Regions from separate parts of the Mus musculus genome. Here region 2 is linked to region 1. A link is a contact called in public promoter capture Hi-C data. All regions are on one chromosome and are shown on one strand. Each heading gives the region's core, a stretch centred on a gene start, on an enhancer-like site or on the middle of the called end of the contact. The rest is flanking DNA. Distances are from core to core; before and after follow the strand shown. Region 1 holds the start of Ddhd2 (DDHD domain containing 2). Region 2 holds the start of Nsd3 (nuclear receptor binding SET domain protein 3).

Evidence for each region. Capture Hi-C pulls out chosen DNA fragments and counts their contacts.
Region 2: a contact with region 1 is called in a promoter capture Hi-C map of liver. The contact joins the promoter of Nsd3 here to the promoter of Ddhd2 in region 1. A contact is called at or near these places in 4 of 39 promoter capture datasets (cranial neural crest, hematopoietic stem and progenitor cells, liver and 1 more), 1 of 115 datasets of contacts at active chromatin or transcription factors (embryonic stem cells) and 3 of 9 other capture datasets (adipose tissue, embryonic stem cells and liver).

The regions. Positions count from the first base shown.
Region 1 is chr8:25,752,860-25,756,395 of GRCm38.p6, reverse strand. It overlaps Ddhd2 (DDHD domain containing 2), which reads left to right and starts at 2,116. Exons shown (of 18, transcript NM_028102.1): 1 at 2,116-2,210; 2 at 3,223-3,448. The coding sequence starts at 3,229. Gm17484 (predicted gene, 17484) reads right to left here and starts at 1,916. Exons shown (of 2, transcript NR_154462.1): 1 at 1,677-1,916.
Region 2 is chr8:25,639,027-25,642,527 of GRCm38.p6, reverse strand. Nsd3 (nuclear receptor binding SET domain protein 3) reads right to left here and starts at 1,951. Exons shown (of 23, transcript NM_001081269.2): 1 at 1,203-1,951. The coding sequence starts at 1,907.

The sequences.
Region 1 (3,536 bases), core at 867-3,366:
CAAAACTCACAAGTCCAAGGTAGATATATTCTAATGATATACTTTGTTTTTTTTTTAAAGATTTATTTATTTATTATATGTAAGTAAACTGTAGCTGTCTTCAGACACTCCAGAAGAGGGAGTCAGATCTCGTTAAGGATGGTTGTGAGCCACCATGTGGTTGCTGGGATTTGAACTCTGGACCTTCAGAAGAGCAGTCGGGTGCTCTTACCCACTGAGCCATCTCACCAGCCCCCTAATGATATATTTTGATGGGTTATGAAAAAAACCGTTATGTTTTCAGATTCCAAACTGCACCCTAAGAAGCCGCATCATTCTGGGGGCTCCGTGTGTAGCGCAGGAGGCTAGCACACCCAAGGCTCTGAAGTTGATCTCTGGCACTGCAGAATAAAAAGTAAGGTCTAAGGCTTGAAGAGCTGACCCGACAGAGCATCTGTTGCTCTTGCATGGGAAGGATTTGGCTCCCAGAACCAGAGTTACCATCACCTGAAACTCCAGTTCCAGGGGATCTGCTGCCTCCTGACCTCCACAGGCACCAGACACACACATTATATACACACATAGTAAAATAAATCTAAAATGTTTTAAAATATCAGTGTTAAGGACACCCTGCTCCTGCCCCCCAAATGGGGGGAGGGTTTCCAGTGTGGCCTAGCGTGACTGCACGCACAATCCCTTGGGACAAGGCATGAGTTTGATTCCCAGGACCCCTACAGTGAAAGGAGAGCTGATACCTGAAAGTTATTCTCTGAATTCTACACATGAAGCAGCACATACATGACACACACACACACACTGCATTGGCTGGTTTTGTGTGTCAACTTGACATAGGCTGGAGTTGTCACAGAGAGAGTAGCCTCCCTTGAGGAAATGCCTCAGTGAGATCCAGCTGTAAGGCATTTTCTCAATTAGTGATCAAGGGGGAAAGGCCCCTTGTGGGTGGGACCATCCCTGGCGGGTAGTCTTGGGTTCTATAAGAGAGCAGGCTGAGCAAGCCAGGTGAGGCAAGCCAGTAAAGAACATCCCACCATGGCCTCTGCATCAGCTCCTGCTTCCTGACCTGCTTGGGTTCCAGTCCTGACTTCCTTTGGTGATGAACAGCAATGTGGAAATGTAAGCTGAATAAACCCTTTCCTCCCCAACTTGCTTTTTCGTCATGATGTTTGTGCAGGAACAGAAACCCTAACACACACACACAGACAAATATATAAATGTAGTAATTTTTAAAGGTCGGAGACCAATATGGGGCTTCATAGCAAGGCCATCACAAAACAACAACAAAAAAAATCACACAAAAAATGGTGTTACATTAACGTGCAGATATTGGTGTGTAGGTGTTGACTTGCAGAGACTATGTGGTTTTTTTAAAAAAAAAAAAAGTCCACGTTTTGTTCCTTCTCAGTTTCTGGGGGAAAAAAAAAATCTCGAAGCCTTGTCTTATAATCAAGTTAGAAACCAGCAAAGCCTCTTGTCTTTCCTTCCCGTGGCACCTGCTAGTCAGGCGCTCCAGCGACAATCCGCATCTCTAGCCCTGCCAGTCTCCAGAGCGCTGGGCTTACGTGAATAGCCACCGCCATCACCCTACATCAACTAGGTCAAAAACAAAAAACAAAAAAGCCAACAAACAAAAACCTCATTTGCTGCCTCTTACAGCATCCGTATTCTGTCAGACTCACCTCTTAGGCTTTAGGGATAACTTTGACAGCCTCTCAATCCAAATAGAGGGAGGGAATGGAGGACAGACAGACAGACAGAGCCTTCAGTCACCCCAGTCCTGCCCACCGGGGTTGCCGGGACCCATGAGGGGTCAGAAGGTCCGATTTTCCTCCTTCAAAGCCTCAGCGCAGGCAAGGCCTCCCGTGCGTGTCCCCCACGCCCCTAGCGCGTGCCCGGCGCGTGCCCGGCGCCCGACGTCTGCCCGCAGGAGGAGCCAGGTCTCGCGCGAGTCCCCCAGTCCTCACCGCACATCTCGCGACACTTCGGAGGATCTTTCTGCGCCTCCGGCTCTCACCGGGAGCGCAGCCTCCGCGGGCGCACTGCTCTCCTCCGCTGGAGCGCTGAGGAGCCCGCGGTGTGGGGATTGGGGCGCGGCCGCAGGCTCCGCCCGTCCGCCCCGCCCGGCTTGGGAGGTAGGCTGCAGCGGCGATGTGGCCCGGGCTCCCTCCGCGAGGGCTGAGAGCGCGAGCGGCGGTGTGGACGAGCGAGTCCAGGTCCGCGCGGGAGCCTGGGCCGGGGCGAGCCGGGGGTGGAGAGGCTCCAGTGTGCACGGTATCCCGGGGCATCCGTGGACGGCTCGGCTGCTCTCCTAGATCCCGAACTCGGAGCCCCGAGCTGGCGGCGGGAGCAGGCCGAGGTCTCGGGAGGATAACGGGGAGGCCCGGGGAGTGTTGGTTCCTGAGCTGTGCGGTCCGACCGTGCCCGGTGCAGCGATGCCGCTCGTCCATCTCCCGTCCTGGGCTTTTGGGTTCTGCTTCTATGTCTGCAGCGCTAGTCCGCCGGGTGCTTTAGTGCTGGGGTCGGTGGGAACTCGCCCGACATCCATCGCCCCGGGGGCAGTTGAGGTCATTTGTCACTTTTCATCCGAAACTCTGGCTCTGCGTCTCGGTGGGTCGATGCGCAGCTATAGCCTGCAGGCAAAGTTTCTGTTTGGGCGTTAAATGTACCAGAGCCCGTATTGAAGCACACTGGGAGGATCAGCCAAAATGGTTCTTAAGCGATTAGTTCTGTTTTCTGTATAGTAAGATTCCAATAGTTATGTAAATGTGTGTGTAATTAGAAATGTACAATAGAGCCTGGGGCCTTAAACCTACCTGTTATTACTGTCTGACACACTAAATGGTTTGTAGTGTGCACACCTGGAGGTAGGAAATTTCCAGCCTTCGCTGGTGCTGCTACTTTTATTGTGAAAATTGTGGTAAAACACCCTGTTGCAATCAGTTTTGACCGTGTGTTTCTTGACATTTCTGGGTTTTCTAAAGAGCTTGTTGTATGATTAGACATTTTTTAGTTTTCTAAGGAGAATTGGAAGCTCAGTATAGAATGATGGAGCTGAACATTTTGTTTCTCTCCCCAAATAATTGTGTGTGTATAAAAATTATGTAGCTTTTAAATATTGCTGTTTTCAAGAACAGCTTCCAAAAATGGTTATTGAGCATATGAACATTACAGTGTTAATAGATGCAAAATAATTCTCCTGATAGTTTTTTTTATTTTGTCTTCTAGAGCGAAATGTCATCGGGGGAATCACACCAGGAGCAGCTGTCTCAGTCAGATCCGTCCCCATCCCCGAACTCTTGTAGTTCCTTCGAACTCATAGACATGGACGCCAGTAGTTCCTATGAACCCGTTTCTCCACATTGGTTTTATTGTAAGGTACTAGATTCCAAGGAGCTCTGGATTCCTTTCAACTCTGAGGATTCACAGCAGCTGGAAGACGCATATGGCTCTGGTAGGAAGAAACTGATGACTCTAATAAAAACTAACAAGTAATATCCTCTACTGTGATAGCCACTAACATGAAATTTCAGAATTACACC
Region 2 (3,501 bases), core at 702-3,201, 110 kb after region 1:
CTGAGTTCGAGGCCAGCCTGGTCTACAGAGTGAGTTCCAGGACAGCCAGGGCTACACAGAGAAACCCTGTCTCAAAAAAAACAAAAAAAGAAAAGGAAAAAAATAAAAAGAAAAGAAAAAAGAAATATAAGTAGAACTGCTCTACTACATACTTAGTATTATTATCTTATTGCCATGAAATTCACAATCAAATCTCAGATAGTAAAATAATTTACCAGAGCTGGGCATGCTGGCTCATGCCTTTGGATTAAAAAAACTAAAGAGGGGTCTGGAGAGATGGCTCAGTGGTTAAGAGCATTCATTGACTGTGCTCCCAGAGGTCCTGAGTTCAGTTCCCAGCAACCAACCACATGGTGGCTCACAACCATCTGTAATGAGATCTGACACCCTCTTCTGGGGTGTCTGAAGAGAGTGACAGTGTACTCACATATATTAAATAAATAAATCTTTTAAAAAAATATGCTTAAAAAAAACTAAAGAAATTAATAACCAAAAAAAAAAAAATAATCCACCAGTATACATGGGCTTTGATAAAAACTCCATTTGAAGAGCTAATCAATATGTTTAAGTAATGTGTCTTAATTGTATTTTATTTTTGAGACAGGGTCTCACTGTGTAGCCCTGGCTGGCCTGGAATTTGCTGGGCTCCCTCCACCTGCCTGCATCTGCCTCTGCTTCTGAGTGTGAGAACTGAAGATGCAAGCCCCAGCCCCGGGAGGAGCAAACGTGTGGGAACCATCTTATATCTAGGCTCCAGCAGCAAACCTGGCCTGATATAAAATCCCCTTTTCCTTCGGCTTTCGTCTCCATCTTCCAAAACCAAGAGTTTGATATAAACAAGTGAAAATAATGAAGCCTCTCAAGGGGCAGGGATAGATGGATCTCAGGATGTCAGCCTGGTGTGCAGAGTGAGCTCTGAGACTGCGAGGTTAAACAGAGAAAGCCTGTCTTGGAAGCCCCAGAAGGAGGTGAGAGGAGAGAAAAGGAAGCAAGACTCTCGGTGTCAAAAACGTTAAAGATATTTCCTCACTAATAATGCCTATTATCTTCTCATCAAGGATTTATTCATTATATTTCCAGGCACCTTGCCAATGGCAAGAACTCACTAGAAATATTCATATTTGAAAAGAAAAACATAAAAAAGATTCCCAACTTCCAGTAAACACAGAGACGACAAAGCTACACAGAACATTTGGACTTACATTCTGTCCCTCCGGCTCTAGCTTGGGAATCTTGTGTGACCTCCGCTCTTCGGATCGAGATGACTCGTGTCTGTTGCTCTTTTTCCTCTTTTCCTTTCTGCTTTCATGCTTAGACTTTGTGTGCTCGCTTGCCTGTACTTCATTTAAGAGGTCTCCACAAAGGGAAGACTCAAACAATTCCCTGCCATTCTGGATAGTTTTGGTTATTTTTAGTTTAATCTCGGGTGAGCCTGTCTTCTTTGGAATCACAGTTTGTGGTACCGAAGGAGGAGGAGGAGGAGGAGGAGGAGGAGGAGGAAGAGGAGGTGGCTGAGGAGGAGAAGGTTTTTCCAGAATTTCATGTGGTCTTGTGTTTGGAATTTCTGAATGGTAATAGTCAGTAGGGCTAAAGTTTCTAACTGCACCAAAACCGTTGGCTGACCCATTGGGATACTGATTATATGGCGGGTATTTGGTTTGAGTTTCATACAAGCTGATTGATGGTGGGTAGCCATTTGTGAGCGGAGGAAGGTCTTCTGTTGTAGGTGGATATTGAAAACCTTGTTGCAAAGTAGCTTCAAAGGGTGTCGGGCCACCATCTTCAACAATGTCACTGTGGTTATCAAAGGCATCCTCCTGGCGGATGTTGGCCGAGTCAATGAGTTGAGGTGGTTGCTGAATTGTGTTTCCCATGATCCCTTGCATGAAAGAGAAAGAGAAATCCATTGTTCTGCTCCAGCATCCTTAACTTTCCCTTTCTCTCATCGAGCCTAAAATTGAAGAGAATTAAAAAGTATTAAAATTCTAATAGGCAAGAAGCCAACCAAGGATTATACAAGCTCTTTATACCTAATTTTCACATTCAGATATGCAGACATTAAACCTACATCATTCTGACATAAAGCAGATAGCATCAGCTATGGAGCCCAGGCTGTCCTTAAACTGGGGAGTCTCCTGACTCATCCTCCCAGGTCCTGAGATTATAGAAACACACCACCACATCCAGAAAAAAGTCCTGCTTACTTCCATAGCAACTTTAGGATGCATAAGTAATCTTCACACATGTATACTTTACTCCTCCTCCTTCTTCCTTTTTTTTTTTTTTTTTTTTTTTTTTATTTTAGAGAGGGTTTCTCTGTGTAGCTGTGGCTGTCCTGGAACTCACCCTAAGGATCAGGCTGGCCTCGAACTCACAGAGATCTGTCTGCCTCTACCTCCTTAGTGCTGGGATTAAAGGTATACACTACCTCTGTGGCATTATACTATATTCTTTAAACGGTTATATAGTAAACTGTAGTATCAATTTAATAGATTCAACCATGTGTGTACTATAAATCAATTAGCTGCTTACAAGTTTTTAGTATACAAACATGTCTCCAGAAAAAACCTTTTGAGTCAGGGTACCACCATGTGACCTACACTGTCCTCACAGTCATCACTCTCCTACCTCTGCCCCTGAGTGCTGGGATTACCGGCATGCACTACTACATAGCCACTCTTGAAGACTGTTCCCTTCACCAGGGTACACTATCAGACGCCTGCCAGTGCATGACTGAGGTGGTGGAGACAGACAAACCTTGAGCTGGAGGCAAACTGAGCAATAAGTAAGGAGACTCTGTCTCAAAGAGAAAAAAAATCAAACTATAAATCTGTGCATATGTGTATTCATAGAGGAAAGATTTTAAAACTTTTTATCTAGCTGCACAATTGTTCTATTGGCCATACTCTATCAATTTATATAATCATATTACTAGTGTGTAAAGCTGTCTAGTTATCTATACTCTTGGCCATTATCTAGTTGTTTTTAAAGTGGCATATATAGCAGAATCATTTTTAAATGCATATCCTGGTATTTTACTCTTGAAGATTCCAGTTTAATAAAGTCTGTGTGTAGGGGGTTAAAGCATGAGTATTTTAAGACCACATCCCAGCTAATTTTGATGCAAGTTCTTTGCTAGATCACTGTAGTTCATCACTGTATTTATTATACAATTATGCGATGTACTACAAGTCTATGAACATGCCCACACTAGGTAACAATGTTTAATGTAGACACACATCTGCAATAAGACCACCTTGTCTTGTCAGAACTTGGGCAAGTTCACATCCAAGATAAAACATTAATGAATAGTTCAGATACTATTTTTACATTTTCATCTATAAAACAAACAGGTTTTATTACTGTACTAACTCTGAGAAGCTGATTTTAGATGTTTGGAATATTGTGAAGGCTTTTGAGGCATACAGACAATTCTATGGTTAACAGTGTCTACCTTCTTTGTTTAAGTAGTATCTAGTACTTACCAAACTCAAAACTGCA